2 separate regions of the Mus musculus genome follow, and region 2 is linked to region 1. Evidence: chromatin contacts called from public promoter capture Hi-C data. All regions are on one chromosome and are shown on one strand. The core of a region is the stretch at or near the end of the contact, and the rest is flanking DNA. Distances in the headings are between cores, read along the strand shown.

Region 1 (3,804 bases), core at 676-3,175:
TGCTTTGCTAGAAAGTTGTAATAAGGTTACAGTCAAGAATAGAATGTGCCCACTCCTCAGAATAGTAAGAAAAGGCTGCATAATAAGAAATACAATGAGCTTTTAATAATTATACTAAAAAGAGAAATAGACTTGGGACAAATTTGTGTTCAAGGAAAAACATTTAGGCCCAAGGATACAACCACAGATATGAACTATGATAAGCCAGGGCCATGTAAAAGCTTTGAACTTGTAACAAGCATATAGAATGAAACACTCCTTTGAGCTAAAATATCAACATCTTTTTGTAACTTCAAATTTGTGTAACATTTTATCTCTGAGGTAATTTTCTAAAGAAATTTTTGTCTGAGAAGGTATAAAAAAGCCAGAGGAAAGAAATTAAGTTGTTAGTTGGATAGTTTGGCTTGGGGGGGGGGGGGCTCTGCCCATCCATCCATCTATCTATCCAGATGTATATGTCTGTTTGTCTATATGTATGTTCGTAGGAGTATGTGTGTATGTAAGCATGCATGAATGCTTGTGGAGTGTATGAGACAGGTGATTGGGCCCAACAAAAATGTGAATGTGTTAACGTGCAAATAAGAATGTGAATGAAAGTGTAAATATATGTGTGAATGTATATGTGTCTGCGCATATTTGCCTGTATAAAGCATCTTAATTCTTTCGCTTCCCTTCCTCTCTGGTTCACAGAGTTAACCAGCCTAGTCAGAGGGGCTTCTGGCTGCCTGGACTGAGAAGGGTGTGACATCAATATACCATTACCTAAATCACCCTGCCGTTAGCAGCAAGTGTCAGCAGATCCAGTAGCTTCTGGCCTCGGAGTAACTTGCAGTCAAGATAGACCTAGGTTATTTTAGAAAGCAACCCTACTCTCAAAAGACCAAGTCTTGCCCCAGCCAATGCTCTTGGCCCTTGGCTGCCTCAGAGAGGACTTAGCCATGGGCTAAGCTCCCAGCACCACCCAGTGCTCCTGTCACACTGTAGTATTAACACACACTCGCTTGCTTTTGTTGTTATTGCTGTGCACGAAGATGTCATTAGACGCCTCCAGCTGAGCCGACACACTCTAGCGGGATCCCTGGTCTGCAGGCAGAAACTCTGTGTTCCACACCCCCAGTCTCCTGAGATGTTTTACCACAAAGAGGGTTGTTCCTTCCAACTTTAGAATGTCACTTTAATGGAAGTAGGACCCCATGGCCTCAGGGCAGTGATGACCATTGAGATAAGCAGAGTTCAAGTCGTGAAAATCTTACATAGGACCTCCCTTCACAGTCTAAGAACCACTTCTTTTGTAAAACAGGGAAGTTGAGCTAGGTTTCCCCTTACGTCTTAATAAGCCATAGTTAATATTTTACTGTCCTACAGACTGTAGATGCCACATATACTTCATGTTTACATAAACTTCAAGTCCTATCCACAACATTCACCACATAAGAAATGTATGAACGTTAAACCTACAGATTTTAGAATTGAAATAGCCAAATCTAACTGACACTGGAGTCTCAGAACTCTCCACATTTCTTCCGATCTCTAACTCTACTTGGTGGCTTCCAAAACACACTGTACCTGCATCCCAGGTGTTCAAGTTTATCTCAGGAATCAGCTCAGTCCAAACACAGAACAAAGTAAATAAACAAAATAAATAAACAAAATAAACAAAGCACAACGTAAGCCTTCTCATACCCCGTGGCGGTCCTCAAAGTAGGCCAGGCTGGCTTTCGTTAAGACAAAGAAACGAACTTTAAAATTCGAGGGAGAAGTCCTTCTCTTCTGTTGGGACTTCTTGATCAGCTGTTCTTCCAGGAGGATGAAGTTGTTCATGGTCCAGTTCTGAAAAGTGATGCGCCTTGGGCATCACCCCGCAGTGCGACTGAAGGAGAGGAGCAGCGGAGACTGAGACAGGATGCAGTTGATCTTTAGAGAGTCGTTCAAAGGCAACTTGCCTCTAACCTTATCTTTTCTATCAGCATCAGCCAGCCTCACCGCTGAGCTCCCTCCTCTGATGTCAAAGGCCATGACCACATCCTTTCAAAATTCACCAAGCTGGGAGGCACATGCGTACCCTTAGCTATATGGTTTGAAAAAGAAGTTTGAAGAAACCTAGAATTATAAGAGGAGTTCACTTATAATTCTTCTAGCTCCTGGTTTAGCCTTGACAACAGTTAAGTCATGTAAACAAGGGACTAAGAACAGGGATCCAGGGGTCAATGGAGCTCAGCTTGTATGTAAGTTTCCCATTGCTATTATCATGGACTGCCTGCCACAGGCTTAGTGGCTCAAAGCGCCATAGAGCCACAAGGCTCAAAGCGCCTTACAATTCTCTAGTTTAGAAGTCTGAAATGTGTCTGGTTGAGTGACAGTCATGGTGACTGTGGGACTGTGCGCCTTTCTTGCAGATCTCTAGGGGACACTGCCTCTGCGACCATCCTCCCTACTGAGGGACACTCTGGTGGCCTCTGTCTTGACTCTTTTACTCCATCTTCAAACCCCCAAACTGCAGGTCGAGCCCTGCTTGCTCTGTATTGCCAAAATCTCTTCCTCCTACCTCTGCTCCATTTAAGGATCCTGAGAACCACACTGGGCCCTTCTCACAGTGGTCGTCTAGGGCAGGCTCCCTATTTTAAGGTCAGCAGATGGGCGCTATAACTCCATTTGGAATGTAAATTCCCCTTTATCACCCAACAACACACAGTCACAGGTTATAGGGATTAGGGCATGCAGAGATCTGCACAGGGCTGTTTATTCTACCTATCGGTTTGAATTCCATCTCTACTACCTACCACTGTCCAGTGGCTTGGAATATCAGTTCCTTCATCTATGAAAGGAAGCAACAGGGGTCTTGTATGAGGCACTGCAGGGGCCCCTTTGGACACCGTTGGTGTGCCTGGCTTCCTTCTGTGTATGCTACTTCAAAAATGCAGTGTCCTGTGTCTGAACACTCTCTCTTGTCTCTTTCTTTTCCAGTGAGCGCCTATGAGATACTGCCAGCCTCGCCGACCTGCAACGTTCTCTGGGAAGCCTTTCAGACTTTCCCACATGGAATCCTCTCTCCTATTTTCCTCTGCCATAAGGACTCTAATGAGGAGGCAGGACACACAGACAGACAGCAAGCTACCTCCTTGTAAGGGCTCTTTGGGAACTAAAGCTTATCTGCCCTGTGGACAATTCACAGGGTCTGACCTTTGAGTCAGGATAATGTTATGGTGTAGAACTTATGTGACCAGGAAGTTAATAGCCAAGAAGTCCCGGGGCAGGCAGAGGCAGCTCATCAGAGAAGAACAGAGGACGAGACAAAGGGAGGGAGGCAGTACAACTTTCCTGTGTAGTTTTAGATGTAATTGCTAATTGCAGCCTCCTTTCACATCATACATTGGATGCTGCTGAATAATGAAGGCAAAAAGAGGCGGGGAGGGAAGAGGAAGAGAGGAAAGGGAAGGGGAGGGGAGGGGAGAGAAGGGATAAGCTGAGATTTTAAGACAGAAAAATATGTACAAAAGAGGTAGACTTTTTTTTTTTTTTTTTTTTTTTTTTTTTTTTGGTTTTTCGAGACAAGGTTTCTCTGTATAGCCCTGGCTGTCCTGGAACTCACTTTGTAGACCAGGCTGGCCTCAAACTCAGAAATCTACCTGCCTCTGCCTCCCGAGTGCTGGGATTAAAGGCGTGAGCCACCACGCCCGGCCAGAGGTAGACTTTTTAAACTACAGTTTGTAGCAAAAAATACTAATTTCCTTCTCTTTCCTTTCTCTAGGGTAACTGATTGCCTGAAGATTATCTGGACATCTGGGCAGCCTGCCTAAAGACGAC
Region 2 (3,606 bases), core at 183-2,682, 240 kb after region 1:
GAAGACATGTCAAAATCAAATGAAAATATAAGACAGAGTGATGTGTGTGGACCATATTAGCAGTCAGTAGACTAAGAGAAGGAGATTCCAATGTGATCCAGGCCAGTCTGGGGTACAAAATAAGTCTCAGCTCGAAGAATAAACAGAAAGTATAAACAATGTGTGTATTTGCATGATTTGAAGATTATTGAAACAAGGTATTGATTTCTCCATCCCTCTGCCTCAACTCTTGGATGATTTTTTTTCTTTTGACAGAAAGGAAGAGGATTTTTGCTGAGGAATGGAAGTAAAGGGTGTCAGCTTAGACATGAGTGGGGTTCAGGGGTGTCTGCAGAAGCTGTGGGTGGATGGCTTCCTCAATGAAGGAAGATGCTAATCAAGGACCAGAAAGATGGCTCAGTGGGTGTACTGGCTAGTTTTGTGTCAACTTGACACAGCTGGAGTTATCACAGAGAAAGGAGCTTCAGTTGAGGACATGCCTCCATGAGATACAACTGTAAGGCATTTTCTCAATTAGTGATCAAGGGGGAAAGGCCCCTTGTGGGTGGGACCATTTCTGGGCTGGCAGTCTTGGTTCTATAAGAGAGCAGGCTGAGCAAGCCAGGGGAAGCAAGCCAGTAAAGAACATCCCTCCATAGCCTCTGTATCAGCTCCTGCTCCCTGACCTACTTGAGTTCCAGTCCTGACTTCCTTGGTGATAAACAGCAGTATGGAAGTGTAAGCCAAAAAATCCCTTTCCTCCCCAACTTGCTTCTTGGTTGTGATGTTTGTGCAGGAATAGAAACCCTGACTAAGACAGTGGGTGAAGTCACTTCATCCTGAGCTTCATACGTTTAGTCAGATCCACAAAAAAAAAAAAAAAAAAAAAAAAATCAGTCCGGCGAGGTGGCGCACGACTTTAATCATAGCACTTGGGAGACAGAGGCAGGTGGATTTCCGAGTTCGAGGCCAGCCTGCTCTACAAAGTGAGTTCCAGGACAGCCAGGGCTGCACAGAGAAAGCCTGTCTCGAAAAACAAAACAAAACAACAACAAAAAAAATTTTCCTTGATAGTTAATCAGCTAAACGACTTCCTAGTCATAGAAAAAAAAAAAAATCCCAGTTCTAAAAGCTGTCCATGTACTTGCACTGGCAAAATATCATCACATAGTCGTCTATGAAAACCCATTATTCTATTCAAACATAGATTCACTTTGCAAGAATCCACAGAACCCTACTGGATGGTTAAGTTACTCTAATGTTTCAGGGCTCAAGCACCACTGTTTAATGTCCCACGTTCAACCCCACATCACTTCTCACGTAATTCCACATGGTACAGACACTCCAAGGAACACTATCCTGACTCTTTCTCTTCAGCATAAGGCAGTAGACATCCCCACTTACCTGTACTTAGGGGAAAGTGACTTCTTGCTAGTCTCTCCTTCTGGTCATCTGCTGCCCATGAACTCTTCAGAGCTATTTATGGATGAAGACAAGTCTCTCTTGTAATTTCATCCTTATCTCCTGGCCACACTCTCACCTGTTCTTTGTAAAAACTGAGTCTCCAGTTCTCCAACCCACCCACTAGATAGCATCTGCTCACTGGAATAAACATTACAGGAGCGCCTGTGAGAGCATCACTAGTGTGCCCTGGGCTGTTTTCCATCTGCACCAAAGATCCTTACTTTAGATGTGACTGTAAGCCTGGGGGACTTCAACACCTGGACCAGCCCTCTAGATTTATAGGAAAATAAACTGCATTCCAGAAAGCAGAATGAACTGGAGAGACCAGGAATTCCTGGAATAAGGGCAGAAGGGACATCTGTCTCTTGTTATACTTCCTGGAAGGCATTAACTAACATCGTTCTAACCAATGTTTACTAGGAGCCCATAAGAATGGGGGAGTTGAAAAAAATAAATCTAGCTCATAGACTCTGTTTCCAAAGTTTAGGGAGTGCAAGCTATGGTGGTGCACTCCTTTAGTGCCAGTAATGGGGAGGCAAGAGAAGGTGGATCTGCATTGTATGGCGGCATGGCTATGCAGAGAGTTCTAGGCTGGCCAAAGCTGCTTGGTGAGAGGAGATCTTTCAAGGGCTGAAGCCAAGCTTCTCCATACCTGGGTTCAGCATTCAGTTGTTAATAAATTGTCCAAGGAGGCTCCCGAAGTGTGGGAGTTGTATAAAATAGGAAACTGGATATGACTACTTTCCCATCTTTCAACTAGAGGGTAAAATGTTGTTCAAGAAAGCATTTCCAGAACAGTTGTGAAATTTGACAGTGTCTTTACTCCTACAAACCAAATAAGTAAATCAACCAACCAACCAACCAACCAACCAACCACATATAGTCTTCTTAAAGATGCTGAGGACAATGTCATAAACCTGTTTCAGGTAAAACGCCTGGATGATCACCTTCTGAGTGACTGGAAGCTGCCCTCACACCCATTTGCCAGGAGAGACATGATGGCTTGGGGAGATTTAATAATAGTAGGCTTTACTGAATGGACTTAGGATAATCATTTTACTTTTCATTTTGGTGCTATGTGCTGTGATTTTTGTTTTGTTAGGAGAGGGTGTCTCATGATGTAATGCAGGTTGGTCTATCATTCCTTTGTATCAAAGACGATCATGAACTTCTGATCTCTCTTCCTGCACTCCTATTGGGATCACAGGTGTGTTCTGTTTCCTGGGTTTCTGCATAAGGATCTAAGGCTTCATGTATACCAGGCAAGTGCTCTAAAACAGCTACAGACACAGCTGGGATTATAAATTTGTACACACACACACACACACACACACACACACACACACACTGTACTTGTTTTCACTATTTCAGCCACACGGGCTTCCTGTCTGCTTCTAAGATTTCCCATATTCTCCTGGTCCAGATACTTATCCCATGGCTGGTTCCTTTCTTAGAACACTTCTCTCTCATGAATTGAAAAGCTCCCTCAGATCTTCCAGTCTCAAGGTGCAATTTTAGCCTCGGTCTATATCAACATCCCTAGTCTACTTCCTGTCTTGGATAGCTTATTTCAAAATAACCCTTATCTTACAAGTAATCACTCAGGAGGCTACACAAACTCTTAAGACCTCTTTTTAGTAGCTTTATATCTAGCCTGTATATTGTTGGGGTTGGGGGAGGTTGTTATAGAAATGGCCCCTGTCTCTCATTCTCAGTTATCAGTCTGCAGGTCATCTATCCCACTGCAAGATGTTTCCCTGCACATAGCAGCACAGGCAGCAAAGATTGTGGACTTCATGGTTTCCAGAGGTAATGAACATCAATGTGGAGTGGCATGGATCTTGGAGGTCTTTCTAGGAGACTTAACCCAGAAATCAACCATTCTTCATCTCAGATGTCCTGTTGCTCAGAGTCAGGGTGATCCTGTGGTTAGGCAGTGTTTCCAGGGGGTAGGCTGCTATATACCATCTTGTTCTTAATGGCCACTGTTGTGCTGATATTCCAGGCTAAAACATGTGTTTGCGGCACATAGGCAGCTCCTGGACAGGTTTCCTCGCCCCAGCAGGGTGAGCAACATGAGAAGTGGTGGTGGTGGTGGTGGTGGTGGTGGTGGTGGTGGTGGTGGTAGTGGCTGTGGCAGAAGGGGCTGCACGCTGCTGTCAG

The links. Promoter capture Hi-C pulls out the DNA fragments that hold promoters and counts their contacts.
Region 2: a promoter capture Hi-C map of trophoblast stem cells shows a contact between it and region 1, with 2.9 times the contacts expected there. The contact joins the promoter of Dppa1 here to the promoter of Itk in region 1. A contact is called at or near these places in 15 of 39 promoter capture datasets (the 3T3-L1 cell line, 3T3-L1-derived adipocytes, the HPC-7 cell line and 9 more) and 3 of 9 other capture datasets (adipose tissue, liver and macrophages).

What each region holds. Positions count from the first base shown.
Region 1 is chr11:46,387,590-46,391,393 of GRCm38.p6, forward strand. It overlaps Itk (IL2 inducible T cell kinase), which reads right to left and starts at 1,926. Exons shown (of 17, transcript NM_010583.3): 1 at 1,684-1,926. The coding sequence starts at 1,821.
Region 2 is chr11:46,627,842-46,631,447 of GRCm38.p6, forward strand. Dppa1 (developmental pluripotency associated 1) reads right to left here and starts at 1,433. Exons shown (of 6, transcript NM_001163358.1): 1 at 1,384-1,433.